Regions from separate parts of the Sus scrofa genome. Here regions 1, 3, 4, 5 and 6 are each linked to region 2. A link is a contact called in public targeted proximity ligation data. All regions are on one chromosome and are shown on one strand. The core of a region is the stretch at or near the end of the contact, and the rest is flanking DNA. Distances in the headings are between cores, read along the strand shown.

Region 1 (4,718 bases), core at 75-2,574, 750 kb after region 2:
ATCCTTGCCTTCTATCCCCCAATGCTGATGTTCTGACAAATGTTGAGGCACAACTTGTGAAAATAAACTAATTTCTCTGAGGTAGTGTCGTTACCTAAGTAACAGATTTCCAGAAACCAAACACCCGTAGAAAATGAAGCATTGCCCTTGTGTTTTAGAATAACTTCCCTCAGTTTGGGATGATGGTTTGTAAACCTGTTTCCTCAGAGACACTGCCTCTAACTTCCACGTTTACTGTCATCCTGTCTCAATTCATTTCTCTAACGATATTGAGATGCCAGATTGCCTGTCTACACCACCCTTGAACTGGTGCCCTTGGAACTCTTACTTTCCCACGCTCAGAACCCAGGAGGTCAACCGTACTCGACTCGCCAACAATAGCAAACAGCCGCTGAGCCAGCCTAAAATGAGATATGGGATTAAAAGTCAGGTTAAACCACAAAGCCTCCCCACTCATGAGTCAGTGTGTGGGTGCCTCAATACAAGACTACATGCAAGAGAGAAAGACTGAGTGAGGGGAAGTTCTCAATGCTTCTTTGTTTGTTTGTTTTCCTTTTTTTTTTTTTTTTTTTTGTCTTTTTAGGCAAAACCTCGGCATATGGAGGTTTCCAGGTTATGGGTCGAATAGGAGCTATAGCTGCCAGCTGACACCACAGCCACAGCAATGCAGGATCCAAGCTGTGTCTGTGACCTACCCCACAGCTCACAGCAACACCAGATACTTAATCCACTGATCAAAGTCAGGAATTGAACCCGCAACCTCATGGATACTGGTCAGGTTCGTTAACCGCTGAGCCATGACGGGAACTCCTCAATGCTTCTTTGGAATCGGAATGTTTAAAGGAAGCATCCTTGCCCACCCTCACCAGGGAAACCTCCCTCTTGTTTTAGCCACATCACCCTTTCTGGTCACTTCACAGCTGCAAGAGTCACTTCTTGCAGCTTTGTCAACGGCCAGGGGAATGCCTGTGGTGGAGCAAGGCAGGTTTATCACTCTTATAACTCCTTGCAGTGAGGCAGGACGCATCCCATGAGGACCCAGGAGGCATCTCAATCAAAGGATGTCAAAAAGGACTTGGAAGATTTGGGTTTTGGTTAGGGCAGGGTTTGGATGGGTCCAGGGAAGCAAGGCTTTACTCTAGCTTGGTCGCTCTCTGGAAGGGGGATAATTTAATGACTGGGCATCTTAAATCTCCTGTCTATGGAGGGCAAACTCAATGGAGACTGATGTTGTAATGCGTGAAAGAAGCAGCCGTCACTCATATGACGCCAAAAAGGGGATGTTTAGTATTTTGTGGTTTGCACAGTGACTTTGTTTTAGTCTGGGCAAAACTATGAAATGGCCTGTTTTGGCTTGCTTCATCAGTCACAGAATGCCCTTATCTGATGCTGGTGTCCCATGAGATTCGTTACCCGTCCAGCTGGAGCACAAGATGGTCTGGCATCTTCGACCACCCTGCCGTCTACCTGTAGGTGTCACACAAGTTCCCAGATGTCAACGGCTGCTTTCTCCGTTTCCAGTTCAAATGTCTTTGTTGGGTAAAATCAGTTTTAGAGCAGTATGATTTTTGTTGTTGTGAACATTTCTCAGCGTAGGTGCTTTACACTCAGTGCTCTCCTGACACTTGGGAAATGGATGGAGAATTATTAAGCTTTGCCATTGTGTGTGATGTGATCAGTTTATCTGATCTCAAGTTATATGTCCCTAACATTTAAGAACCTACGCATTAGGGACATCTAGGGATTTAGGAACAGTAGGAAGAGTGAGGAAAGATCCCTCCCCAAGAAACTATAGGTTAGTAGGAAATTATAAGGAGGAGCAAGAGGATATAAAATTATGGCCAAAGTCTACTCAAGGGTGGAATAGATGGTTGACAGAGGGACATAAAATATCAGACCTATCTGAACTCCTTGCAGCCAGATAAGCTGCAAGAACCCTTAGAATCAATAACCAACAAGGCACATGATTCCTACCATTTTATAATTTCTTTGTTCATTTATACACACACATATGTATACCACCTGGCACTGACTCATGATACTGAAATCATGGGCTGCTAAAATTATGAGAAAAGGCAGCTCATGTTCCAGGAGGTTTTCTTAACTGAGGAGAAAGTAAGCAGGATGAAAACTCAGTAGAAAACTGTGCGACATTTAGTTCTAACCCCCATTACCTTTGAAATCTGTCTGAAATCTCTTGTCAACTGCGGTTATCCTCAGGACCTTAAGGTGTGACGCCTATGAAATGTTCATTTTCACATAGACATAGAATAGTGTGGGAGGGGTGCTCTTCTTTTCCAACAGGAACTTCTGCAGAAACACTCAGTAGAGAGGGACCTTCCTCAAGGGGTGCAGGGAGGGCCCCTGCGCTGCCACTGAGCGGCTTAGATAACCACGGAGACTGAACTCTCACTTGATACTTGGTACCCTGGCCACAGACAGTGGCCCCTCTTCTTTTCCAGATTCTTTGTAAGGACTAAGCCTACTGAGAGGTTAAACCACCCATCAGAATATGAAATCTCTAAGGGAACCCATTTGCCTGGTGATTTCTTTGCTTCTACTTTAAAGCCTGTTCAGATCCAATACTTGGAGGCTCCCCAACACCATAAGGTGTGAGGCTTCATGAACAGGTGGGGAAAGCACCTGGTAAGCTCCTCCTTCTACTCCTGGGGGTGTGTCAAAGCCTCCTTGCTCCTTTGTTCTTTTTCTTTTTCTCTTGTATCAGGCTGAGCATTCTGAAAGGAACAAAATTCTCCTCCGATAGCTCTTATATAACACTTTTGTGCTCGGCTCTCCAAGGATTGAGAATTGGACGCATAATTCTCCATTCATTTCCCAAGTGTCGGGAGAGAATTGAGTTTAACGGCTCCAATTCCCTTGCAGGTTACCCTGTCTATCTAGATGAATTAGTATTCAACACAGCTTTGGGGAAAAGCTCAGATGATTTGCAGGTTTGCAAATTGTTCAGACGCATAATGAAATCTCAGGCTGAGGAAATCTCGAAACAGCTCATGAGCACAAGCTTTCCCCCAGATGTCTGGACATCCTGGATCAGCTCCTTCCTTGTTCCTTCTTTGCCTCTAGGCCAGGGGCTGCTTGAGAAAGTCCCACATACCTTGACTTGGGGAGGCTGCAGGTGCATGGCCTCTAGCCTTGGCTGGGCCCTCGATGAGGCCACGTATTCCTGCCCCATGTCCTCGGTCGCTTCCTCACCCAAACAGTCTCCACTGACATGCTCCCGACCTCCGTTTTCTCCCTCGCTCAGCAAAGGGCTGTCCATTATCCATCCTTCCCCACTCTCCCTTTTAGATGCAATAGGGTATGTGTCTCTCTTCACATCCAGGGCTATGTGGTGAAGTCTGTACCCTTCTACACCCTCAGACACCTCAAACTGGCACAAGCGGTTTCTATTCTATAGCTTCAGCCCTCTCTCCTCCCTAAAAGTTTTCCCTTCAAAATATAAAATATTCTCAAGCCTTTAGCATTAAAAAAAAAAAAATTAAACACCTTTACATGACTCCATAATCATCCAGCTCTTTATCTTTTCTTTGCAGCTGAGCTCATCTCTTCCCATTCCTTCCTTTTTGCACTACGGTCTGAAGTTCTCCTGAAGCAGTCCACCAAGACTGCCTGTCCCAGGACTCAAAGGTCCTTCTTTTGGCCAAATTAAATGGCCAAATCATTTCACTACATGATTTTTCTGAAGCATTGGCACTGTTGAAAACCACCCACATCCTACTAGGAGTTCCTTAAAGACACTAAATTATTCCTCCATTTTTATACTGTTCCTTCTGCTTCTAACATTCTTCCTTTCTAATCCTCCTGGCTAATTCCTACTTATCTGTGTTTTTTTTTTTTTTGTCTGTATTATTTTTCTTTTTAGGGCAGCCCCTGAGGCATATGGAAGTTCCCAGGCTAGGGGCTGAATTGGAGCTGCAAATGCTGGCCTATACCACAGCCACAGCAACGCAGGATCCAAGCCATGTCTGCGACCTACACCACAGTTCACAGCAATGCTGGATCCTTAACCCACTGAGCAAGGCCAGGGATCAAACCCGCATCCTCATGCCAGGTTTGTTAACTACTGAGCCAACAATGGGAACTCCTAATTTCTACTTATCTTTTAAGACTCAGCTCAGATAACTTCTTAACACGCTCATTCAAGAAATGTTACCAATTATTATAGTTGCTGCTTTTGTTTTTTTTGCCTCCATTTCACATGTAAAGCTGTTTGGTACCCCTCCTCTGTATTCTTGTTGTAAATTATAGCATTAATCTTACTATTATATGTACTTTGTAATTGGCTACTTGTTTTTCTCATTACAGAGTTCTGAATGTCAACCATTTCACTTTGCTCATTCATTCTCCTTTATTTGACTCACATTATCTACCTGGACCCTAAAGGCATTTATTTGGGTTTGCTATCCTTGTTTAAAATAAAAGACTGTCAGCAATTTCCTAGTGAACTTATTCTAGGTGGCTGTGGTGATTACACTTACTGAGTTCTTACTATATGCTAGCCACTTTCTAAAGGTTTTATGAGTATAATCTTATTATTAATCTCATTTAATGGAGGAGGGAACCAAAGATGATAGAGGTGAAGTTCTTTAGCCAAGGGACATACCTTATGAGTAGTACAATCTAGATTCGAACACCTGGAGTGGTAGTCCAGAGCATGGAAAGAGGAGAATAGTATCAGGAGTATGTCCTGATACTAA
Region 2 (5,139 bases), core at 1,354-3,853:
GGAATTCTGTTCAGTGAAGGCTGCAGAATTCCTGAGGCCACTGAGTGCTCACCGGGTGGGCTTCATTTATAGAGTTCTTACTGCTATGAAAACGGATTCCCCCAGGCAGGCAATCGCAATCCTCCATGAATTTCCCACTTGTATGATTGAAATCAAGATGTGAGGAGAGGCATTCCCATCATGGCTGAGCAGAAACGAATCTGACTAGGAACCATGAGGTTGCAGGTTAGATCCCTGGCCTCGCTCAGTGGGTCGGGGATCCAGCGTTGCCATGAGCTGTGGTGTAGGTCACAGACATGACTTGGATCCCGAATTGCTGGGGCTGTAGCTCTGATTCAACCCCTAGCCTGGGACCCTCAATATGCTTCAGGTGTGGGCATAAGAAGACAAAAAAAAAAAAAAAAAGATGTGAGGAGAGCCAAGACTTCTGTTAATCAGCATTTCATTACAAGTGCATCTCTTGCCTTTGTGTGTGTGGTGGGGGCAAGGGTTAAATTTGAGATTTGGGTCTTTGTACGTTTCAGCATTCGTCATGGCTAAGACTAACCAGCTGTGGAGTCTCCTTGCCAACCCCAGAATAGATTTTTACAACATTTCACTTTATCATATTTTATTCAAAACCTGATCCTAGAACTATCATAGGTAAAGGAGTCAAAGTTTTTTTAATTGAATGTGGTAATATCTTTGACGCAATAAATACCCATGGCTTTTTCATTTCACTATCATCTATGAATTAAAGGACTTATTTACTAATATCTACCAAAGAGGGAGGAAATAGTTGGATGTGTGTGTGGTTTTGTTTATTTGGCTTTTGAGGTTTTTTTGGTGGTGGTGGTGGTTTTTTAGTGTGTGGGAAGGCTGAAATCTTCCTTGTCTCCTGTGTTGCCTAAAAACTGTCTTTAATCCATTTCAGAAATTCACCTGCAATTTTGTCTCTCTGGACATTCCCTTTCTTGCAGGTTGGTTGGGCAGGTTTTATAGCTGCCTGTCCTATGAGAAGGTATTGTTTGTCACTGTCTAGCACGGTCAAGGATTTACAGCGGGTCCAAGTGGCTGGCTCCCAGGCCTCTCACACGGCTAAGCTCAGCTTATCCATCGTGATACCCTGGTTGAAAACTGGTCTCTGTGTACAGCAGCTGGCTGGAGGGGTGGGTGACGGGCAAGCTTCCTGTCTGCAGTACTGGTAAAAGAGACTCCTAAGCCCCAGCATTGCCTTCTTGGAGCAAAGAGAAGGGTATTGGCAGATCCATCCGCGTCTCATAAACCCAGCGCCAACACGAACATCTTTCAGAAAATACAATTGGGGAGTTCCCGTCGTGGCACAGTGGATGAATTTGATTAGGAACCATGAGGTTGCAGGTTTGATCCCTGGCCTCACTCAGTGGGTGAAGGTCCAGCATCGCCCTGAGCTGTGGTATAGGTCACAGACGCAGCTTGAATCCTGTGTTGCTGTGGCTGTGGTGTAGGCTGGCAGCTAGTAGCTCTGATTAGACCCCTAGCCTGGGAACCTCCATATACCGCAGGTGCAGCCCTAAAAAGAAGAAGAAGAAGAAGAAGAAGGGGGGAAAAAAGAAAATAGAATTGGTCTGAGAGTTTTGCTATCACGACTGATGCAACCGGACCCCCAAGCTCCTTGGCCATTCTGGGCTCGTGCTTGGACCTCTTTGCCCTGGGAGTTAGTTTTGTTTGTTTGTTATTGGAATACTCTGAAAACATCATTGCCAAGGGTCTGCAAATTGTGGGTGCTAATGGCAGAAGGTATTCCCCATATGCCTGACCTCCTGACCCCCACAAATCTCCTCAGCTCCTCAGACACCAGTCTTCCTGTGTAGGGTGTGTCTGTCCCTTTTCTGGACGCTGAGTAAAGGGGACTCATGTGGACTTTACAACCATGGGAAATAAGATTTGTTTGCCTTTAAAAGTAAAAGAAGGTAAATCAGAGACCCAAAACCTAAAATATTGCATTCACATGTCTGAAGTATACACACAATAGCCTTAATTACAGCATCAAATTGCAGGCATGGTTTATGTAACCATCCATGCTGGAAAATCTGGACTGTAAACCTTACTGTTCCCACTCGCCTGACTCATCCGTCAGTCCATCTGCACACATCATGGGCTGATTAGGTATTTTACGGGTGCAACCTGGGAAAGGCACGCCAAGATCCCCACGTTTCAAAATGTTTAAAATCCTCTGCCTTCTCTCAGAGGGAATGAAAGCCAGGCCAGGAGTAGGCGGATGAGTTCACCAGGGCCCCTGCCGACAGATCTTCCAGACAAAGGCATTCGGGCGACTGGGGTGCTTCAAAAGACCTCTTGGAGAGGTGGTGTGTCTTGAGACACCCTCCCTCCCCTGAATCTTCCTGGATACCACTCAGCTGGGTTTGCTAGGGAGCCAGGTGCCAGAACAGCACTTCCAATTCTAGATAAGGGGCGTCGCTTAAGACCCCCTCCCCCGCTCCCCTTTGCATCCAGCCCCAAATGTATGTGTATTCTTCAATCCTGTGAGTTTGCCTGTTTTCCACGTTTCCCTGGCTCTGAGGCTCGAGTACTTCGCCCAAGAGCACATGGCCACTAGGGGGCGTCAGATCAACCCTGATGCTCTTCCTCCCACCCCAGGCTCCTTGATTTAATTCTTGCGCACACGTCTTCTGCCGGGTTCCTGGACCCGAGCCTCCACCTATTTCCACCCCCCCGCCTGGCTCTCAGGCAGCCTCTGCTGATGGAGGGTAAGGAGCCCCGGGGGGCTCCCCTCCCCCTGGTGCGCACTTAGCGGTGGTGCCCGCAGCGACTGCAGATGTTGATCTTCCCTGCGTTTTCTGCTGCTTCCGTGCTTGGTGGCGGGACTAACGGGTGTCTCGAGCTTCCTTGAAGCAGAGCCCCCCCTCTGTCTGTTTGGGTTCTTTTCCTGACGTTTCCTTGCCTTCTGCAAACTGTCGGAAGGCGATGCCCCCTGCCTGTAGCAGCTCCCTCAGCCCTCAGGAATCTGATTTACGATCTGGCGAGGCCGTAAACCTCTGCTCTTCACTTCTGAAAAGGACTGCAAAGTATGGGAAAGAATGTAAATTATAAATACTGAATTCCTACGGTCAGCAATCATGTAATGGCCTGCGTTGTTGTGTTTTGCGTTCTTTTTTTTAAATATGGTATCCATATGGCTTTAATTTCTAAGGGTCTGGGTTCCCCCACTGCCACCACCATATTTTTAGGGAGAACAGATAACAGTGAAATGTCCCACTGAGATCAGGTATTTTTCTTTCTTTCTTTTTTTTTTTTTTTTTTTTTTTTTGCTTTTTCTAGGGCCGCTTCCCGCGGCATATGGAGGTTCCCAGGCTAGGGGTCCAATTGGAGCTGTAGTTACCTCCTGACGCCAGAGCCACAGCAACACCAGACCCGAGCCACGTCTGTGACCTACACCACAGCTCACGGCAACGCCGAATCCTTAACCCACTGAGAGGCCAGGGACCGAACCCTCAACCTCATGGTTCCAAGTCGGATTCGTTAACCACTGCACCACGACGGGAACTCCTAGGTATTTTTCTAAAATGAGAAATAACATTTTCTGATGACTCACTGGCCAAAGACTGAAATGCCACACTCTTCACAAAGAGGGATGGGACTGGAGGTGACCGTTCTCTGCCTGCTGATCTGGTGGCCCAGCTCTAGACCAGCCCCTGGTGTGGTCAGCCTTACCCCCCTCCTCCCCCGCCCCAAACCCCGTTTTGACTTTCTCAGAGGTGGTTTTCCGGTAAGATTTTTTGAAATTCTCTTCCTGTCCCTCTTACGAGTCAAAGTCTGCTCACTCGGTGGGAACAGACTTCTCAGCGCGGCTGCAAGCGGTGAAGACAGCCGCAAAGTCATCCTCAAGACACAATGACCGCTGGGTTTGAATGTTCATTCCAGCTGCGGGTCGGCTCCCGGCTTAGATTTCACATGCGGGGCGGAAGGAGCTCCACGCTCTGCCGAGGCAGGAAGGGGCCGCTGGTCACCGCGTGAATTCCTGCCGCCCTTCCCGGACCACAGAATCCAGTTCCTGAGATCACAGTGCTGGTGTTCAGCATTTTTGCCCTCAAACCCAACCTCGTCCTGCTTCCAAATGATGGGTGAAAGCTGCAAAAACACCCGGCGTCTTGAAGTTCTCAAGCCACTGTTTTAACAGCCCCAGTCTGGCCGAGCATCTATTAAAGTGGATGGGATTGTGTTTCTCTTCGTGTGGTCAGGAAGTACGCCGACGGCAGAGCGTGGTGCGTGGGAATGTGATGCCGGAGATCACAGGCGTGTCCACCCACAGAAATATATAAGCTCACAAGCACCTCTTCACTCCCACCCTCACCTTCAGGTCTTCCTGCTGTTTTCTTTGGACCACATTTGATTCACAAAATGCCAGGCTCAGCTCCGACGTGGGACTAGCCAGACCACACAAGAGGGCGTGGAGGCCCTCAAAAATGTCTGAGGGGATGGGTACAACTGGGCCACAGGATATCCTCAGCCGCAGGTCCATTCCTGAAAATTATGCCTCTGCAGATGGTTCTGCCTCTGTACCGCTAAGTCATTGCAGCAGAGATAAGCCCAACAGCGATGGCCCTCAAAGATGTACGTGACACTTAAATATGTGATGCCCAGTACTTAATATAATCGATGGTTCGCTTTCTGTGTCAACTTGCCTGGGCTAAGGAGTGCCCAGACAGCTAGGAGAATATCATTTCTGGGTATGCCAGTGAGGGTGTCACCAGAAGAGACTGGCGTTTGAGTTGGTAGGTTGCCTTCAAGGATGTGGGTGACTCTCATCTGATCTGTTGAGGGGCTGAGGAGCACAAAAGTACAGAGGAAGGCTGAATTTTTTTTTTTTTTTTTTGCTTTTTAGGGCTGTACCTGTGGCATATGGAGGTTCCCAGACTAGGGATCAAAACGGAACTACAGCTGCCAGTCACAGCCACAGCCACGCAGGATCCAAGCTGCATCTGTGACCTACACCACAGCTCATGGCAATGCCAGATCCTTAACCCACTGAGTGAAGCCAGGGATCGAACCTTTGTCCTCATGGATACTAGTCGGGTTTATTAACCACCGAGCCACAGTGGGAACTGTTCTCTCTCTGCTCCATCTGAGACATCCTTCTTCTTCCCTTGGACATTGTTG
Region 3 (4,409 bases), core at 1,041-3,540, 510 kb after region 2:
GTCACAACAGACCTTCTACGAGAGCAACCCAAGTTGATGTTTTAAGTACACAAACAAAGCAGATGTTTTTCATCCTGGGCATCAATTTTTTTGGTCCATATTTGGTTCACATGAGAACCTTTATGTTTTTCCAGTCTGTAAGCTTTAGCTCTGAATTTACATGTTTTGGTGGTTTGGTGTTGCTAATTCAGTGTGAAATTTACTCATGGAAAAGGCATACTGTGAGTGAAGAAATAAAGTACCAAACAGTATGGAAAACCCACACTTTTCTTTATTATTTAATTTTGTACTAAATTTTGTACATGTGCTTGGTGTTAGGAATCTCATGGTTGGAGCAAAGCCAATTGGTGGCCATGTCATATTTACCTGGAGGTTGAAGTTTCATTAATAATTTAAGGTGAAAATCAGAGAAAAAAGCCTCTAACCAACCCACTTAGCTGTCACAGCTCCCTTGTGGCAAAATATCATTGCACTTCTGCTCTTCTCTCCAAAAGCTTTTGGAACTCGAACACATTATTACTATTAAAGGCTTTATTTCTGAAGAGCAGTTTTAGGTTTACAACAAAATTGAAAAGGAGATACAGAGATTTCTCACATACTCACTGCCCCAAACATGTACAGTGTCCCCCTTAAGCATTATCACTCCCCAGAGTGGCAAAAATTTTCACCAAGAATGAACTTACCTTGATGCATTATTGTCACTCAAAGTCCAGAGTTTATCCTAGGTGCCTCTCTTGGTATTATACATTCTATGGGACTGGACAAATATATAGTGACAGACAACCATCATTACAGTATCACATGGAATATCTTCACTGCCTTAAAAATCCTCTGTGCTCTGCCTACTCATCCATCTGTGTCCCTACCCCTGGCAAACACTGATCTCCACAGTTTTGCCTTTTTTAGAATGTCACTTAGTTGAAAGCATATAGTATGTAGCCTGTTTAGATTTGTTTCTTTCACTTAGTAATATGCATTTAAGATTCCCCTATGTCTTTTCGTGGCTTGATAGCTTCTCTCTTTTTATTGCTAAATAATATTTCATTGCCTGGATGTCCCATAGCTTATTTATCTGTTCACCTGTTGAAAGACATGTTAATTGCTTCCATATTTTGGCAGTTATGAGTAAAGCTTCTGTAAACATCTGTGTTCAGGGCTTTGTGTGGACATAAGTTTTCAACTCTTCTGGGTAAATATTGTTGGTTTGTGTGGTAAGAGTTATTTAGTTTTGTTAAAAAACTGCCAAAGTACCTTCTGAAATGGTTGCATCATTTTGCAGTCCCACCAGCAGTGAATGAAAGTTCTTATTGCTCCACATCCTCACCAGCATTGGGTGGTGTTGGTGTTTGAGATTTTGGCCATCTAATAGGTTTATGCTAACTCATTGTTGTTTTAATTTACATTTCCCTGATAACATATGATAAAGAGCATCTTTTCATATATTTATATGCCATTTGTATGTCTGAGGTGTCTATTAAAGCCTTTGGCCCATTTTTAAATTGAGTTGTTTGGTTTTTTTAAAATTGTTTAGTGTTAGGAATTCTTTGTATATTTTGGATAATAATCCTTCATCAGAAGTATCTTTTTCTCCCAGTCAGTGTCTTATCTTCTAATTCTGTTGATGCTGTCTTTCACAGAGCAGAATTTTTAATTTTAATGGAAGTCAAGTTTGTCAGTTATTTCTTTAATGGATCATGTCTTTGGTATTGCACTAAAAAGCATCACTATAACCAAAGTCATGTAGGTTTTCTCCTATGTTGTCTTCCAAGAATTTTATAGTTTTGCTTTTATATTTATGTCTATGATCTATTTTTGTGAAGGGTATAAAGCCTGTGTCTAGATTCATTTTTTTTTGCATGTGGATATTTAGTTCTAGCTCATTTGTTGAAGAGACTGTCTTTACTCCATTGTATTACTTTTGCTCCTTTGTCAAAGATCAGTTGGACTATATTTATTTAAGGCTGTTTCTGGGATCTCTACTTTGTTCCATCAGTCTATTTATCTGTTTCTTCACTAATACCACACTGCTTGATTACTGTAGCTTTGTACCAAGTCTTGAAGTCGGGTAGTGTCCGTCCTTCAACTTTTTTCTCCATTAATATTGTGTTGGCTATTCTTAACACGTTATTTTTGGCAAGTTTAGATATCTGGATTTTAAGGACATACCATATTAACAGATGTAGGCATGATAGAGGGCATTTTGACATTAGAGGAAGAGATAGGAAAACAGTGTAGCTACAAAACTGGATTGCAATACCCACAGAGATGGGAGTTTGTAAGGATAACATTGAGTCATCCAGAAAAGTCACATTGTCTTCTTTCTTAAGAAACAGGGTGGCATTTGAATATATGTAAGATATACATTACATAGACTTTTTTGAGCCAATGTTTTATACTTGATCTTGGTGATTAAGTTGTATTCTGATAATATAATTGCTATAATGCCTTAACTCAATTAAAAAAAAAAAACCTCATTAACAAAAAACAGAAAAGAAACAGGGTGCGGAAACTGAAGGCCCAGTTAAAGTGTTAGAACAAGAAGGGAAGAGGATCAGGGATCTCCAGAGAAACAGAGCTAGTAGAATCTATCTGTCTATCATCCATCTATCATCATATGTCTAACCTTATTTAGTATAAGGAATCGGCTCATGCAATTATGGAGGCTTTAAATCCCAAGGTCTGCAAGCTGGAGACCTGGGAGAGCTGATTGTGTAGTTCTAGTCCACATCTGAAGGGCTGAGAACCAGGAGAGCCAGTGAGGTAGTTCCAACCCAAAGGCTGGCAGGTTTGAGATCTGGGAAGAGCCATTGTTTCAGATTGAGTCTAAAGGCAGGAGAAAACTGATGTCTCATCTAGAAGACAGTCAAGTAGGAGAATTCATTCCCACTTGGGGAGAGTCAGTTTTTGTGGGGTTTTTTTTTGTTTTTTCTTTCATTTAGGCCTTCAACCGATTGGTTGAGACCCCACTCATACTAATCTTATCCAGAAACATCTTCAGTAATGTTTGACCAAATATCTAGTATTTCATGGCCCAGTCAAGTTGACATATAAAGTTCACCACCCCAGCCATCTTTTCCATCAGTCACATTAAGATATCTTTCTATCTTTGGACAACAGGTGGCTGCTGAAAAGGGCCGGGAGAGGAGACTGACGGCATCATGTCATGGGCCCAAGCTTCCAGGGTGAAAGCAATAAATCCAGCCCTGATAGGAGAATGCTTGGTTCTGGGAAATAGGTAGACTAGCTTCTAACTGATGTAAATAATCCATTCATTCATTTCTTTTCTCATTCGAGCTCCAATTAATATATTGCTTCCTTGTTGGGGGGTGGCAGTGCTGTCCCTAGACACTGTCTAAAGTAGTCCTTTTCAGTCACTCTCATTTATTCATTCACAAACTTTTTTTGAGGGAGGAAAGGCATTGGGGATTTGACAATGACTGTGAGTAACAGACAAGGTCCCTGTCCTTGTGCATCTTACACACTAATGGTAGTCAGATAGAAACAACTGCACAGATAAGAATGTAATTTCTTTTTTTAAAAAAATATTTTATTTTTATTTTATTTTTTTGTCTTTTCTAGGGTCCTAATCTGTGGTATATGGAGATTCCCAGGCTAGGGGTCTAACCAGAGCTGTAGCCGCTGGCCTACACCAGAGCCACAGCAAGGCCAGATCTGAGCCGTGTCTGCGACCTACACCACAGCTCACGGCAGTGCTGGATCCTTAACCCACTGAGCCAGGCAAGGGATGGAACCTGCAACCTCGTATTTCCTAGTCGGATTCGTTAACCACTGAGCCATGACGGGAACTCCAGAGAAGGTACTTTCTGATGGTCTAAAATGCAATAATAAATAAAATAAGGCAATGCAGTAGAGTGCAGACTTGGGCACAGTGGTGGTTACAGTAGCTATAGGAGCCAAGGAAAACCTTTCTAGAAGATCATATTCAATTTGGATTTGAATGATGAGAAGAAACTGTCCATTCAGAGACCTGGGTGAAGAGACTCTTGGGCAGAGGTAACAGCTAGTGTGATAGTGCAACAGGGAGAGTGATTTGGTCTGTTCTCGGCACTGAACCAAGCTGATGTGCCTGGAACAGAGGGATCAAGGGGGACAGAGGTCAGAACTGGCTGGCAGAGAGGGCAGCAGGGCTACATCTTCATAAAGATCACATAAGCCTTGGTTGTCAGAGCTTGCATTTTACAGTAATGGAAATGGGTTTTCAATAGAAGAGTGATACAATCTGATGTATGCTTTAGGAAATCACATAGATTGTGAGGAGCAGGATTGGAAGTAAGAAGACCAGGCATTTAGGAGGGTTTGCAAGGGTCCAGGAGAGAGATTACAATATCAGGATTACGGTTGTATCCATGGAGATGGTGGGCAGTGGGCAGTGGGCTGTTCAATAGGCA
Region 4 (4,497 bases), core at 591-3,090, 770 kb after region 2:
GGCTAGCGCCAGTGCTTTCTGCTCCTACCATCCTGCCCGCTGCTATGACCTCAGCCCACCCTTCTGGCCTTACTGCCCATGGCTGACAAAGCCCTTCCCAAGACCCACAGTACACTTTCCCAACTCCTTTCTTCCCCTGATTTACCTCCCCGGCTTGCCTTTCCCCAGCTTCTCCTTGAGAGTCGCTCTCTGAAGCCTGCTTGAGGCAGCATTTCCGTGAAGCCATGCTGTCCTTTACCCAGTTCCTATTTCATTTGATTTTTTTTAATTGAGATGTAATTGACATATAGTTTGATAAGCTTTGATAATCGTGGGCACCCGTGTAAGTACCACCCAACTCAAGATATAACATTCCCATCACCCTAGACAGTTTCCTCATTCCTCTTTCCAGACACCCCCCAACCTCCCCCTCATCTCCAGAGACAACCACCATTCTGACTTCTATCATCTGAGGTTAGTTTTTCCTGTGCCTGAATTTCATATAAATGGAATAAGTGCAGGGAGTTGTGTCATATTTATTTAGCAACGCATCCTGTTTTTGAGGCTCATCCGTGTTGCATTTATCATTAGTTCATTCTTTCTTATTGCTGAGCATTTTGTGTCCACAATTTGTTTATCCATTTTCCTGTTAATGACACGTTTTGCTTTTTTTTTCAGCTTTGTTTGTATTTATGCATAAAGCTCTGCACATTCTTATGAAGATATTTTTGGTAGATATACGTTTTTTCCCTCCTTGGGAGTGGAACTGGCTGGGTTGTAGGAGAGAGGTATGTTTAACTTTGTAAGAAACTGCCAAACTGCTTTCCTAAGTGGTTTGACCCCGTCCCGTTCTTCAAGGTTCCCGCCAGCAATGGATGAGCGTTCCAGTTGCTCCACATCCATTTCTTACTCCCGGGTCCTTGTTCACCTTTTGCTTTGACACGTGGCTCTGAGTTATTAGAGCATCTCGCTCCTCTCCCCTTGAGCTTCTTCAGGTCTGCAGCTGTGCCTCATGTCTTTGCCCACCCCAGTCCACTTCCTAGAGCTGGCTCTCTCGAATGCTGTACAAAACAGAATAAGATGGAACCACATGCAGGAGGCAGAGACTCTGGGCCTTCTGTATAGACAGCAGCCGAGCGGCCCAACAAAATCAATCTGGTCTGACTCTCCCGGCAGTGTGTTACCGAACTGCAGCTTGAGCACAGGGCTCCTGTGGCCATTTGTTACCGTCTTCGGGAAAGGCTTTTTATCAGATTCATAGCAGCAAGTGATACAAATTATTGGACTTCTTTTCCAACATAAAAAATAGCTAGTTGCAGCCTTTTGAAGCTGGGTAAGTGAGCCATTGATCTTACCTGTAGAACACTGCAGGGTCTTTTTGTCCTGTCTTAACTTCCAATATTCTACAATGGGAGCTGGCCTCTCCAGGCAAGCTGCTCTGATCGCTATTCCCTGAGCATACTGTGTTCATATCCTCTTCCATGCCTTTTTCCCAAAGTATTGGGAGAAATTCTCATGAGGAAAGCTCTCTCTTTTTCCCCCCTAGAAGCTAAGGCTTCAAGGCCCTGGCACAAGTGCCAGGGTCTCCATGAAGCTTTCTTTCCCCGCTGCTTCATCCTTCCGTAACTATTCTCTCCTGTGAATTATTATAGCCTCCCCAGGGGAGGGTGATAGCCCCCATCTCAGTTCCCCTACGTGACAAGGACACCCCAGATGTCTGCAGCCATGATTCAGAGGGCCAGCGGCTCAGCAGAACCTCTTTTTTTTTTGACATCGCTTGCTCAAAATGAGCCACTCCACTTCTCACCAGCACTGTCTGCCAGCTGCCATCATCTTGAAACGATAAATTGCTTCAGCTCCTGTTTCATCACTCGCCAGTCAGCGGAGAGCCTGAGTTATATTCAAGAGTGCAGGTTAACGCCGTCAGTCCTCTGGGTGTGGGAAGGCACTGAGTAACATGCTGCTGCCTGGTACCTGAGCTCAGGCTGCTCACTTTCCAAGGGAGACAGTGAAACAGTTGGCTTATTCTTGGCAAATATCCTGAACGAGACAAGAGGGGGGGGCCTCACAACCCTCCCTGTTCTCTTTTCTCTGTTCTCTCTTGCTCGCTCTCAAAGCAGACTGGCATCTTGTCTGGTCCATCATAGACTCTGGGCAGTTATCCCAGATAGTCCCAGAAAGACTACCCCAAAACAAGTCTTCTCTTTCCACTCCCGTTGTCTTTATTCGACTACAGAAAAATCCTGCATTTTTAGTGCTGGACAGTGTGAGCTAGAGTCCCCAGGAAGCTCACCCTCCTAGACCTCCTTATTTTGCCGTTTTGCTCATCTCTTCACCTGACTGTGCCGCTTCACTTTCTTCTTGCCTCCCAGCCCCTGCAAAGTACGCTTCCTCATTCAGAAGTATTTAACATCATTTTCATTTTTTTGATTTTTTTTCACTAAACACTCGGGTAGAAATAAAATCCAACAAAAGTCAAGATAGAAACAGTGCCTACTTGGAGTTCCCATCGTGGCTCAGTGGTTAATGAATCCGACTAGGAACCATGAGGTTTCGAGTTTGATCCCTGGCCTTGCTCGGTGGGTTAAGTATCCGGCGTTGCTGTGAGCTGTGGTGTAGGTTGCAGACGCAGCTCGGATCTCGTGTTGCTGTGGCTCTGGTGTAGGCCGGCGGCTACAGCTCCGATTCGACCCCTAGTCTGGGAACTTCCACATCCTTCCATATGCCATGGGAGCAGCCCAAGAAATGGCAAAAAAGACAAAAAAAAAAAAAAAAAAGAAACAGTGCCTACTTCTGGAGCTTATATTTACTAGGAGGCATAGATACACAAAGAGACAACTATAAAAAAAGTGTCCTGACTGCCTTCTTATTAAAAGTGCAGGGCACTGTAGGGACACAGGAAAGGAGCACTGAGTCTGGCCTCAGAGGATCTGGGAAAGCTTCCAAGAAGAGGTGACATTTAAGTCAGCAAAGTTACCCAGAAGTCCGCTGAAAGATCTGACTGTGGGAATGGGGGCTTCACATACCAAGAGCCATATGTAGGGACACACAGGGTTACGGCCATTATACAGCAGCTCCGCAGCCACTGTGTATCAGCTCCAACAGCTCTACCACCCTGCAAGCAAGCAAGCAAGCACTCAGGGAGTTGGAGAACTCAGGTTTATTACGCCGGCAGGCCCAGAGGAGATCTCTCTCTCTCTGGGGTCTGAGCCCTGAGGAAGGGCTTCACAAGACTTTTATGGGCTAGCTCTTCTGGGTCTATGCTTGGTGGAACAGACCGGAGTGGGTATAGGCAGGATCAGGATGGTTGAGTCGGTACAAGCAGGATTGCTGATGCAGAAGCAAATGTACAGAAGCAGAGGCGAGGGTGGGGTGGTTAGGGTCTGTTGGCTGGACCTTGCTTAGTCATCGTGACCCGGGTGTTGCCCCCTACTCTTCATCTTGGGACATTTTCTCCTTCGGTAGACCCTGTGAGCATGACACAGTGAGGAACCGGAAGTTTAGTGTGTTTGGAAAGCAGAATGCAGGAGAGATGGTGGAAGATGAAGCCAGCAAGATCATCGCAGGCATGATCATAACAGGCCTTCCTGTAAATGCTGATAAGTAGTAGGGACGTCTCACGGCACAGGGGAGCCATTCAGAGGCTCAAGCAGAGGAGGGAGAGCACCCCTGGCCTGTTTGCAAAGGTCACGCTGGCAGAAGCTTTGGTAGCATGGATGGGAGGGACAAAGCCAGGACAGGCAGGAGGGCCAGATGGGGTAAGGATGGCTGGAAAGAGGAAGGGCAGGGGGATTGGAGGAGATGGGTGGGCTGACGACATCACAGCCTGGCACCGTGACATGAGGGTTGGGGTACAGGAAAGGGTAAAGGATGAGGCCAGGGTTCAGCTGGATTATAATGGAGCATTCACAGAAGAAGGGGACCCAGGAGCTTCAGGCTAGGGATGTCCCTGAGGGAGCTGGATGTGTCTGGGAAAGGACTGGGCTGGTGGGACTGTAAGTCTTCAAGCCCTTGATGGTCATGCTGCCACAAGAAGAGGTTCGATGGTCCAGGAGAAGGGAGGGCTGAGGACACACGAGGCAGAGGAAGGGGAATGGGTAGAGAAGACTGAAAAGGGGCAGCCAGGTTACAGAGCAAACCAGGAGAGGGCATCGGTCCTTCGAGAAGGACAGATGGTCAACCAGGGCTACCATCCCAGAAAGACACTCTTATACCCATTGGATTTAACAACCAACAAGGTGTGGCTGCTAAGGGCAATTTCAGAGGAATAGTGGGGGTAAAGGAGATGGAAGAGTGAGTGGGAAATGAGGACATAAAGATGACAAAAAAGGAAACTCTCAAGAGATTTGGCCATAATGGGGGGAGATGGAAAGAGCAGTAGCTAGAGAGGGGAGGGGGATAAAGAATGAATTGGGTTTTTTTTTTTTTTTTTTTTTTTAAGACAGGAGAAACAGAAACAGAACTTTAAGGTGTTTTAGAGTGAGGATAGAAGATGAAGGCATGAAATCCGTGGTGAGG
Region 5 (4,479 bases), core at 1,640-4,139, 560 kb after region 2:
ACCTGAAGATGGGAGCAAGGAACTACCCAGACGCTGATTCCTTCAACACCGTAGCAGAGATCATTGGGAGCAAGTATCCAGAGCAGGTGTGTGATGGCAAAGGGTGGGCCATCTGGGCACAGGGTTTTATAGTCGAGTTTCAGTTTTCAGAGACAGTTTGGGAAAGAGAACATGAGTCTGCAGAGATGGTCCTCGTAGACCCAGTAAAGATAGAAATATCTATGTATCTATATCTATCTATATCTATATCTATTTTTTTCCCCACCAAAAGTTTCCATCAAAAAGTTTACTACATCAACTGAAGAAGGGCAGGGCCCTACTCAAGGGTAGCATCGTATCCACCGTGTGGAAGTTCACCTCTGAATAGGTGAGGGTGGTTCTTCTCTATATGTGTTTATGGACATTTGGGATAAAGTGCTGCCATGTTAAGGTTGCTTATCCATGGTGGGAGGAGTTTGGGATTATGTATTATCCATCATCTGGATGAGAAGACTGCTTCTGGCCTAAGGGTGGGTGGCAAGGTGAGAAGGAGTTATTGGGCCCCTAGTCTTCAGTGGCCAGCAGGTGTTTGGGGGTGGCAGCAGCTGGAAGGCTGAGGTCGTGCTGGTTCATACAGCATCCCGGGAGCCCCTGCATCTTCTTGCTGAGAGTGCTCAGGGCTACTCTTCAGCCCAGCGTGACTTTTTTCCAGTCAGCTTTATTTATAATTTACACAAATTAAACTTACCAAATTTGAGTGTACAATTCAATGAGTATTGAAAAATGTATCCAGTACTGTAATCACCACCACAGTCATAATGGAGAATATTTTCATGACCCCAGATGTTCCCTTGTGTCCCTTTGCTGTCTGCCTCCTCCTCTATTCTTCTGCCCCCTGGGGACCACAGATCTGCTTTCTGGAATGATAGCTTTCTCTTCTCTAGAATGTCATGTAAGTGAAATCATATTCCAGGAGTCTTTCAGGCTGGCTTCTTTCACTCAGCAAAATGCCTTGGAGGTTCATCCACGTTGTCGTATCCATTGTCCATTCCTTTAAACTGCTGAGTAGCATTTCATTGTGTGGTTAGACCACAGTGTGTTCATCCATTCACCAGTGATGGATAGTGAGTGGTTTCTAGTTTTTGACTGTTATCTATAAAGCTTCTGTGAACATGCTTGTATAAGCCTTTCTATGGCCATGTTTTCATTTCTCCTTGGGAAAGTGCCTAGGAGGGAATTGTGGGGCTGGCCTAAGATGTAAACACCCTAGTCGCTGTCAAAATGCCTCGATCTCTGTATTCTCTGGGGCAGCACTTCTCCAGGTGGGTGATGGACAATTCCAGAGAGGGCCCAGAAATCAGGGTTGAACTTTTACGTCTACCGTAGCATTGCATAGCATTCTAAGTTAGTCATAAATACCTCCTTACCAAGATGTATGAGATAGAAGGTTAACACAAGGTCTCCCACAAAGAAGTCACAGCATTGCTTCCCCAGAAGGAATGCGGGTGAGCCCAGGGACGTGAAGTTCCTGTGGCTGTGTCTGCCTTACAGCCTGCATGGAACCACATGGGCGTCTAGACTGGGATGGGAAGCAGAAGGCATGCGTCACCCCTCCAGGTGCATGACCCCGCGTAAGCACTGACCATCCCGATAAAGCCCCTCCTGGATACCCTCCCTCAGCGCACTGCTATGTGCCATTGTTATGGTGTCACCCCACCAGAGCTTGCAGGTGCCCTGAGCAGACCCTCTTTCACTTTTTCTTTTTTTCTTTTATTTTTATTTATTTATTTATTTATTTTTGTCTTTTTGCCATTTCTTGAGCTGTTCCCATGGCATATGGAAGTTCCCAGGCTAGGGGTCTAATTGGAGCTGTAGCCACCAGCCTATGCCAGAGCCACAGCAATGCAGGATCCGAGCCGAGTCTGAGACCTACACCATAGCTCATGGCAACGCCGCATCCTTAACCCCCTGAGCAAGGCCAGGGATCGAATCAGCAACCTTATGGTTCCTAGTCGGATTCGTTAATCACTGTGCCACGACAGGAACTCCCCCTCTTTTACTTTCTTCCTTTTCCTTTTTTCCCTAATGCCTATCCCAGCACTTGGCATGTAGTGGCTTGTCCATACATATTTTATTTAGTGAAGAAACAAAAGGAGAAAATGACTGCAAGACTTTCTTAATCTCCGTTCACTTTAAATCCAGGAGTTTTGCTGCTCACTGAGAACATGAGTTGTCCGTGGACACACTGAATGTCACCCCTGAATGCCACTCTATGTGACTAAACTTGAGTCCATCAGCTCCCTCATACCTGATGCTTCACCTCAGTTTCTTGTCTCTGTTAAAGGAACCACATTTACCTATCAGTATAGTTATAAAACATCAAGTTATTTTTCATTGGCTCCTCTTTATCACTGTCCTACATTCAGGAACTATATCCTTTTCAGTCTACTTTCAGCATATTAAAAAAATTGGGGAGTTCCCTTCGTGGCGCAGTGAAAATGAATCTGACTAGGAACCATGAGGTTGTGGGTTTGATCCCTGGCCTCGTTCAGTGGGTTAAGGATCTGGTGTAGGTCACAGATGCGGCTCGGATCCCACATTGCTGTGGGTGTGATGTAGGCTGGCAGCTAAGCTCTGATTCTACCCCTAGCATGGGAACCTCCATATTGCTGCAGGTGTGGCCCTAAAAAAAGAGTGAAAAAAAAATTGGGGAGTCCCCACTCTGGTGCAGTGGGATCATTGGCGTCTCTGCAGTGCCATCCAGGATGAGGGTTCAATCCCCAGTGTGGCACAGTGGGTTAAAGGATTCAGCATTGCTGCAGCTGCAGCATCTGTCGCAACTGTGTCTTGAATCTGATCCCTGGTCCAGGAACTCCATATTCTGTGGGATGGCCAAAAAAGGAAAAAAAGGAACAAAAATCTGTTCCTGCCTTGTCTTTACTGTCATTAATGCCCTGATTCAGGCCCTTGCTATTTCCCTCCCTACTTTCTTTTCTTCTGTTTTCTTTCCACTTCTGCATTTTTGTACTGCAGCTCAGTTATCATTTAAAACACTGATCTCGAATTGATGTTTCCATGCTGTCGGGTCCCCTCTTTTGTTCCCTATAAGATAAAGGTAAATTTGGGGTGACTGATCCGAGGTGAGCAAGAGGGAGTGGGGTTGGGAGGGTTAAGTTAGAAGCCGTTGTGCTTAAATTATATGGAACTATTCATAAATGAGCAGACATTAAAATGAAGGAAGCAGGAAGGGAAATGCATGATGGAGATTCAGTGTCAATTGAGACTCATTCTTCTTTGACTAGTGCGGGGAGTTCAGCTCCTCTAACTCTGACAAAATTTCCTAAAACCATTCAGCTTTACTTTTAACTATCAGTGATGCTAACAGTGACATCAACGTTGGTCTTGATAGTTTCGGTTGACTAACTTATCACTGACACATCCTTTTCCTTATTATGCCAAAGACCCAGTGCTAAATAATGTGGAACAAAGTAGGTGCAGTGGAAATTATCTCTAAGAAGGAAGCGGGTGCATTGAAATTCCCATTATTCTGCCTGCAGCTGAGCATCCTAGGTGACTCAAAAGTGGGTAACACTCAGGCAGTGGCTGAGAGTCTTTGGTGCTGACACCCAGCCCAACCCCTTACTTCTCCTACATGCCCAGCACCTGATGAAAGGAAAGTAATTAACCCGTAAAGAATCCTTCTGATTTGGCCCAAGATCCATGGACAACATGTGGTGAATTTCGGCTCTGGAAAAGTGTATATGTGATTGATGCACCATTAACACATTCAAAACCCTATCACATAATCCAGGGATAAGCCTTGACTGAATTAACCACAGGCTTTTTAAAAAATGCCCAAAATACAAATACTTTATTGGCTTTCAATGTGTGAAAAGGCGGAATAGTGGTATTAGAGACATACATCCTACCTTCTTCCTAAAGACTTCACAAGATGCCTCCTCCAAGCCTGGAATTCCCTCGTGACTCAGCCCTCTTCTGTGATTTGGGCACGTGCAGGACTCAGGAGACCCAAGGAGGGGGTTATGTGCATTTCCCTGGGGGTAAGCAAGCCTCTGGGAGCTCTGACATTTGGCCTTGGAACTCCTTTCTCTCGGACAGCTTTATCCCCAGGAAATCATGGTACCTGTGAGGCCCGTCCATGGCTGAGAATGAGTCTGAGAGGGTGGGGGATGAGAGCCCTGTGACTTCCAGGCTCATCCTTCTTGGCACTAAAATAGCCTTGTTATTCTACTCCCATTTATTAAGGAGCTAATTTGCATTGGAAAATTCATAGGAAACTTGTTGCCATCCATGAATAGGTTTTTGGGTTTTTTTTTTTTTTTTAAATTAAATCAACAGAGGGTGTCCTACCTCTTAGAATAGTCTTAGGCAGAGACAGAGGGATAAGGATCTCAGCAATTTAGTGCTGATTTCCTGACCTTCAATGAGGAAGCTGAATCTATGAGCAATTTGTTCAGGGAGGCACAACAAATGCGTGAT
Region 6 (5,016 bases), core at 175-2,674, 860 kb after region 2:
TCTTGGAACACAGGCTAAAAGGAGGGTTGGAAAGGCTCTTCCTGATAAATTGAGTCAGGGACTCTTGTGCTGCCCCTTGAGTCCAAGGGAGATCCCAGGGTCACAGCTGAGGGAAACAGAGTGGAAGAGAAGAAGGAAGGTGACATAGCGTATGCATTGTCAAGGTCACTCCTGGTGGCAAAGAAGGGCATTGTCTCACCAGTGACCCTCCAAGGAGGGCAGAGTCGTCCACCTGGCCACTGACCACAAGTGTCCTTCTCACCAGCTCCCTGCTCTGATGGCTCATGCGTTTTCCCCGGGGTCACTGATGCTCCTGGCACTTCCGGGCTACTTGTGCCTGTTGGAAGAGCAGCAGCAGAACCAACACATCAGAGAAGCCCAGGAAGGACATAAAGGGTAGGAGCCATCAGTGGGGATGCCCACAGAGAAGCATCTTCCATCCTGAAGTCCTGCTTGTGGTCAAGTTGAGGCCAAGAACAAGCACTGAGTCTGGCCATCAGAGGTGATCAATCTCTGATGTCATGGTCACATAACACGAAAGCATCCTCATCTGAATTGCAATGCAGTCATGATGAAGACCATTGCAGAAGCCCTGTGTGGATATCTGAGGCCTTCGTCACTGTTCCCCAAAGGTCTTTCTTATTCCTTTCATGTTCTTCTCTTTTAAACCACTTTCCATAACCTCTTCTTGCTTAGCTTCTCTTCTCTGCCTGTTAACTGTCCTAACCCGCCAAACATCTGTCAATGGCTCTGCATGTGACGCCAGCAATTCTCCAACAGTGGTTTTATCTGCTTCACAAAACGATGCATCTCTTCCAAGGCAGGGGATTCCTCCTTGCGGTGAACTTGTCGTGCGTTTGCCGTTAGCTGAGAGCATAGCCACCGAGCAACAACATCCTCAGAAAACACAGCTTTCCTCACCTGTGTCTGAGGACTGAGAGGGCTTCCCCCCACCATGACTGCACCTAAGGCAGCTGAGCCCCAAAGATGAACAAGATCACAGAACTCTATTAGCGAGTGCCAGAAACATCGTTGACAAATGGGCTTTCGCAGGGGATAGAAGACAGAAAAGCCCTGCCGCTAAAATCCTGGATACAACCAACCACCTCATGCCACGCATTGACCCCAGTCGCAGCCCCGGGTTTTGAGCAGCCTGGATATGTAGTGTCCTCTGCTGGAAGAATATGCAAACGGATGGGACGTGGGGGAATTGCGAGGATGTCTCCAAAAGCCCTGAGTGGCGGCAAGAATACAAGGGCATAGGGTGTGACAAGCAGCCAAGTCAGACAGGAGCTATGTCACTTCATTTTTCAAGAGTGACGTTGTGAAATCCAAATGGCTTCAGAGGTCAAGTGTCCAGGATGTGGTGGATATTTGTTTCAGGACCTGAGCCCAAAGCGTCCATCTGAGTCAGGCAGTAACCGAGTACCACACGGGGGCGCTGCCAGCAGCTCCTCCGACAAAAGCCTGGAGCTGCTCTGAGCCGTAAAGGGCCAGGTGAAATCCGCAGGGATGGAGACCGAGCTTCCTCTAGAGGGCCCAGCCCTTTGTTGTAAAGGGTGATGATTACAGTTGGTTTGACCCGGGCAAAGTTGTTCTTGGGCAGAGGGAAGCCACTGCCAAGGGAACAGATGCCAGGGCCAGTACCAGTGGGTGGGCACTGCCCTTTGACATCAGTGGCAGGACGAGGAATGCTGCGATGGGGCAAAGGGCAGGTTCCACGGAATAGAGCAGGAGCAGCCAGTTCAGCTGGCCAGAGGGGCTTCCTGGAAGAAGAGGCACTTCAACCTTGAGAAGGGAGGAGTAAAAATCTCCCTCATTCTTAAACTTGAAATACTATGTAAGCCCTGAGATTAGCTGAGTTCTTTCTTGCCATAAAAATTACCTTTAAAAGGCGGGGGAAGGAGAGGAAAGTTGATTTTATCTGAGCCTATACAAAGTCTCATTTCTCAGAGTAAAAAGTCTCTTCTCTAAAACTTTATCTGGACCAATGAAGGCCTGTTTAGGGAAAGCATATTAAGCTAACATGACCTCTGTGGATGTTAGCTTATAGAGATGCTAGTTATAGAGATGTTTATAGAGATGACCATATAAATTTGGCGAAAAATTTAGAAGGCAAAGGGGAGTCCCTTCTGTGGCACAGTGAGTTAGGGCTCCAAAGGCAGCAGCTCAGGTCACTGTGGAGGCAAGTGTTCCATCCCTGGCCCTGGGCATTGGGCTAAGGAGCTGGCATTGCCAAGGCTGTGGCATAGGTCACAGCTGTGGCTCGGGTTCAACCCCTGACCCAGGAACTTCCATATTGCCACAAGTGCGGCTATAAAAATTTTTTTAATTTAAAAAAAGGTTAAAAGGGAGTTCCCTTCATGGCTCAGTGGTTAACGAGCTTGACCAGGATCCATGAAGGTGTGGGTTCCATCCCTGGCCTCGCTCAGTGGGTTGAGGATCCACTGTTGCTGTGAGCTGTGGTGTAGGCTGACAGCTGTAGCTCTGATTCAACGCCTAGTCTGGGAACCTCCACATGCTGTGGGTATGGCCCTTTGGAAAAAAAAAATGTTAAAAGAAGGCAAAGAATATAATACCAATTTGTGACGATTGCTGAGGTGGTGGCCTCCCAGTTGCATTAGATGTTGGGAACAAGCTAGCTAAAGAGCCCTCAGGATGCAGCATAAGTGATCTGCTTGAAATATCATCATAAAAACAATGGGGAGGTTCCTGACCATTTTCCTCAGATTCGGAAGAGCTGCACCCAACAGTTGAGAGGGGAGAAAAAGCCAGAGATGTGTTCTGGTGAGAGAAAGACACTGCTGCCCAAGGTATCCGTAGTAAAAGCCAATGTTTTAAAGAAATGAAAATAAAATATGTGCAATGTAATTTTAAACATATGTGTATCCCTAAACTGCTACATACTTGTGTCATTGACTATTTAACCCTTATCCTAGGGTTTGTATAGTCAGGTTGGCAAGACAAAAATGCTCCTGGGGAAGCCTTCTCATTGAGGAGACAGAAGCTCGCTGTCACTTCGAGGCTGCCTTCTAGGAAAAAGGGGCAAAACGACAAGTCACTTCAGAACTTGGTCAACCTGCAAGAATGTATGGAGAACCTCCCTGGATATTGTGGGGGTTCCTCAAAGAAACCAGAGCTCTTGCATCCTGGAGCTTGTGCTCTAACTCTGGAGACCAGATCCATGGCAGGGAAACTATCAGAGCAGAGGAGACGGTGGGGTGGGGGGCGGGCGAGCTTCTGTGCCCCTGGCATGGCCCCCTTGTCAAAGCATGTTCTCAAATTCGGGTCCTCTGTGCCTTGAACTTGGAGGCATCCTGTGTCCGTGGGCACCTGTCAACAGGAGCCAGAGTCAAGGCGGAAAGGACCACATTCACCCAGAAGTGCCCCATCTTGCCAATTCGGCCCCCAGGGAAATGGAGGGGTTGAGAGAGTGGTCCTTGACTAGTCAATGCCAGGCAGGCAAGACACAGGATCCCAGAGAAGCCTGCCTTGGATCCCACCCTGCCCCCCCGCCCCCCGCTACATTGCCAGGCCCCAGCCATCCTTCTGAGTCCATGAGGTCTCCGGAGCACCTCATGAGGTCTCATAAGAAACCAGGAGTGCCAGGGTCCCATCGGGGGCTCTGCAGGCAGTTTGACAGTGCCAAGTGCCCTTGGGCCTCAGCTCCTGCACATCTGTTGCTGTGGAAATGCCACAGACTAGAGCAAGAGCCCCCAAGCTTCATATCAGCTGGGCCCTTTGCCTGTACCCACAGGCCCGCAGCCCTCTGCCACTGGCCCTCTGACACCATGAGGCTCCATCCTGAGCACGCCAATCGGGCCTGGGCCCCGGCTGGCCTGGTCATCCAGGGAACACCTGGGCAGAGCAAGCAGAAAGGACTTTGTTTGCCAGCCACTACCCTGAAGGTGACATTCATCCCTTTTCCAAAGCGTGCACCGTTGGCAACTTCTATGCAAAAGTCCCGGGACCATTATGTGGCACATCCCGTGCTGAGATGTTTATCTTGTTAGCTGTCAAGATGAGGAAGGATGCACGTTGAATGCCATCAATCAGCCTCAAAGGCTACCACTGAAGAAATGCAACACAATAAACACATTTCCTAACATGAGTTGCCAGATCTATACTAATCCTTTATTCAGAGCTTAATTGTAATTGACCCTAAATAGACCGACCATGACCCAGAGACTAGAGGCCTCAAGGTGCCACGTGCTGCACATAGATGGTAAGCTGTGCTTACCATCAGCTGCCAGCGCCACCTGCAGAGATGCGTGATGGAGCCGCTCCCCAGCCTGCATCTGTGTATTTTACCTGTCTTTTGGTACCTAATTACCCTGAAGGAGCCACTGAAAACCAGAGGCTCAGGCCTTGCCACTGAGGCACACAGAAAGCCGAGGGTTGGAGGAGATAATTGCCACCTTTCTTTTCTTTTTTTTTTTTTCCCAGCATGGGGACCAAGTTACACACACATGTATACATACTTTTTCCTCCCATTGTTGTGTTGTGATGTAAGTATCTAGACAAAGTTCTCAATGCTACACAGCAGGATCTCATTGTAAATCCATTCCAAGAGCAATAGGCCAGGACTGTGCCAAGCTCCCCATCCCACCCACGCCCTCCCTCTCCACCCCCCACCCTCCGGGGCAGCCGCAAGTCTATTCTCCAAGTCCATGATTTCGCCGCCTTTTTAATGGCTCTGTCCACCTTTCCAGAGGCCAGAGCATCACCCTGACGTGAGCTCAAGCACAGAGGAAATAGGAGCATGGACTCTGGGGAGACAAAAATGCCAGGGTATTGATGGACTTCAGAGCAGAGAAATGAATAAAACTGCCCCTCCCCCTCCCTGCTGGACCAGCTCTGATCTGGTCTCAGGCAGCGGATTAACTGCTGCCTCATTGTGACACTAGGAGTCTCTAAAGAGGGCTTCTGCCTGATCCCCCGTGTCCTAAGGGGACAGTCGCTCCTATGAGGTCAGGGTCCAGGACTCTGCATTTATTAGAGCCGCACAGAGAGGGG

What was found.
Region 1: a contact with region 2 is called in a targeted proximity ligation map of alveolar macrophages. A contact is called at or near these places in 1 of 47 Hi-C or Micro-C datasets (embryonic fibroblasts) and 1 of 2 datasets of targeted methods (alveolar macrophages).
Region 3: a contact with region 2 is called in a targeted proximity ligation map of alveolar macrophages. A contact is called at or near these places in 2 of 47 Hi-C or Micro-C datasets (embryonic fibroblasts and liver) and 1 of 2 datasets of targeted methods (alveolar macrophages).
Region 4: a contact with region 2 is called in a targeted proximity ligation map of alveolar macrophages. A contact is called at or near these places in 1 of 47 Hi-C or Micro-C datasets (embryonic fibroblasts) and 1 of 2 datasets of targeted methods (alveolar macrophages).
Region 5: a contact with region 2 is called in a targeted proximity ligation map of alveolar macrophages. A contact is called at or near these places in 1 of 47 Hi-C or Micro-C datasets (embryonic fibroblasts) and 1 of 2 datasets of targeted methods (alveolar macrophages).
Region 6: a contact with region 2 is called in a targeted proximity ligation map of alveolar macrophages. A contact is called at or near these places in 1 of 47 Hi-C or Micro-C datasets (embryonic fibroblasts) and 1 of 2 datasets of targeted methods (alveolar macrophages).

Annotation. Positions count from the first base shown.
Region 1 is chr4:39,538,662-39,543,379 of Sscrofa11.1, reverse strand. All of the region lies in intron 7 of CPQ (carboxypeptidase Q), which reads left to right. Among named protein-coding and RNA genes, the nearest start is that of TSPYL5, 180 kb to the right of the region's middle.
Region 2 is chr4:40,290,230-40,295,368 of Sscrofa11.1, reverse strand. No RefSeq gene overlaps it. Among named protein-coding and RNA genes, the nearest start is that of PTDSS1, 83 kb to the left of the region's middle.
Region 3 is chr4:39,778,247-39,782,655 of Sscrofa11.1, reverse strand. All of the region lies in intron 2 of CPQ (carboxypeptidase Q), which reads left to right. Among named protein-coding and RNA genes, the nearest start is that of CPQ, 76 kb to the left of the region's middle.
Region 4 is chr4:39,521,689-39,526,185 of Sscrofa11.1, reverse strand. All of the region lies in intron 7 of CPQ (carboxypeptidase Q), which reads left to right. Among named protein-coding and RNA genes, the nearest start is that of TSPYL5, 160 kb to the right of the region's middle.
Region 5 is chr4:39,729,546-39,734,024 of Sscrofa11.1, reverse strand. It overlaps CPQ (carboxypeptidase Q), which reads left to right. Exons shown (of 8, transcript NM_001243691.1): 3 at 1-86. Among named protein-coding and RNA genes, the nearest start is that of CPQ, 120 kb to the left of the region's middle.
Region 6 is chr4:39,431,164-39,436,179 of Sscrofa11.1, reverse strand. No RefSeq gene overlaps it. Among named protein-coding and RNA genes, the nearest start is that of TSPYL5, 71 kb to the right of the region's middle.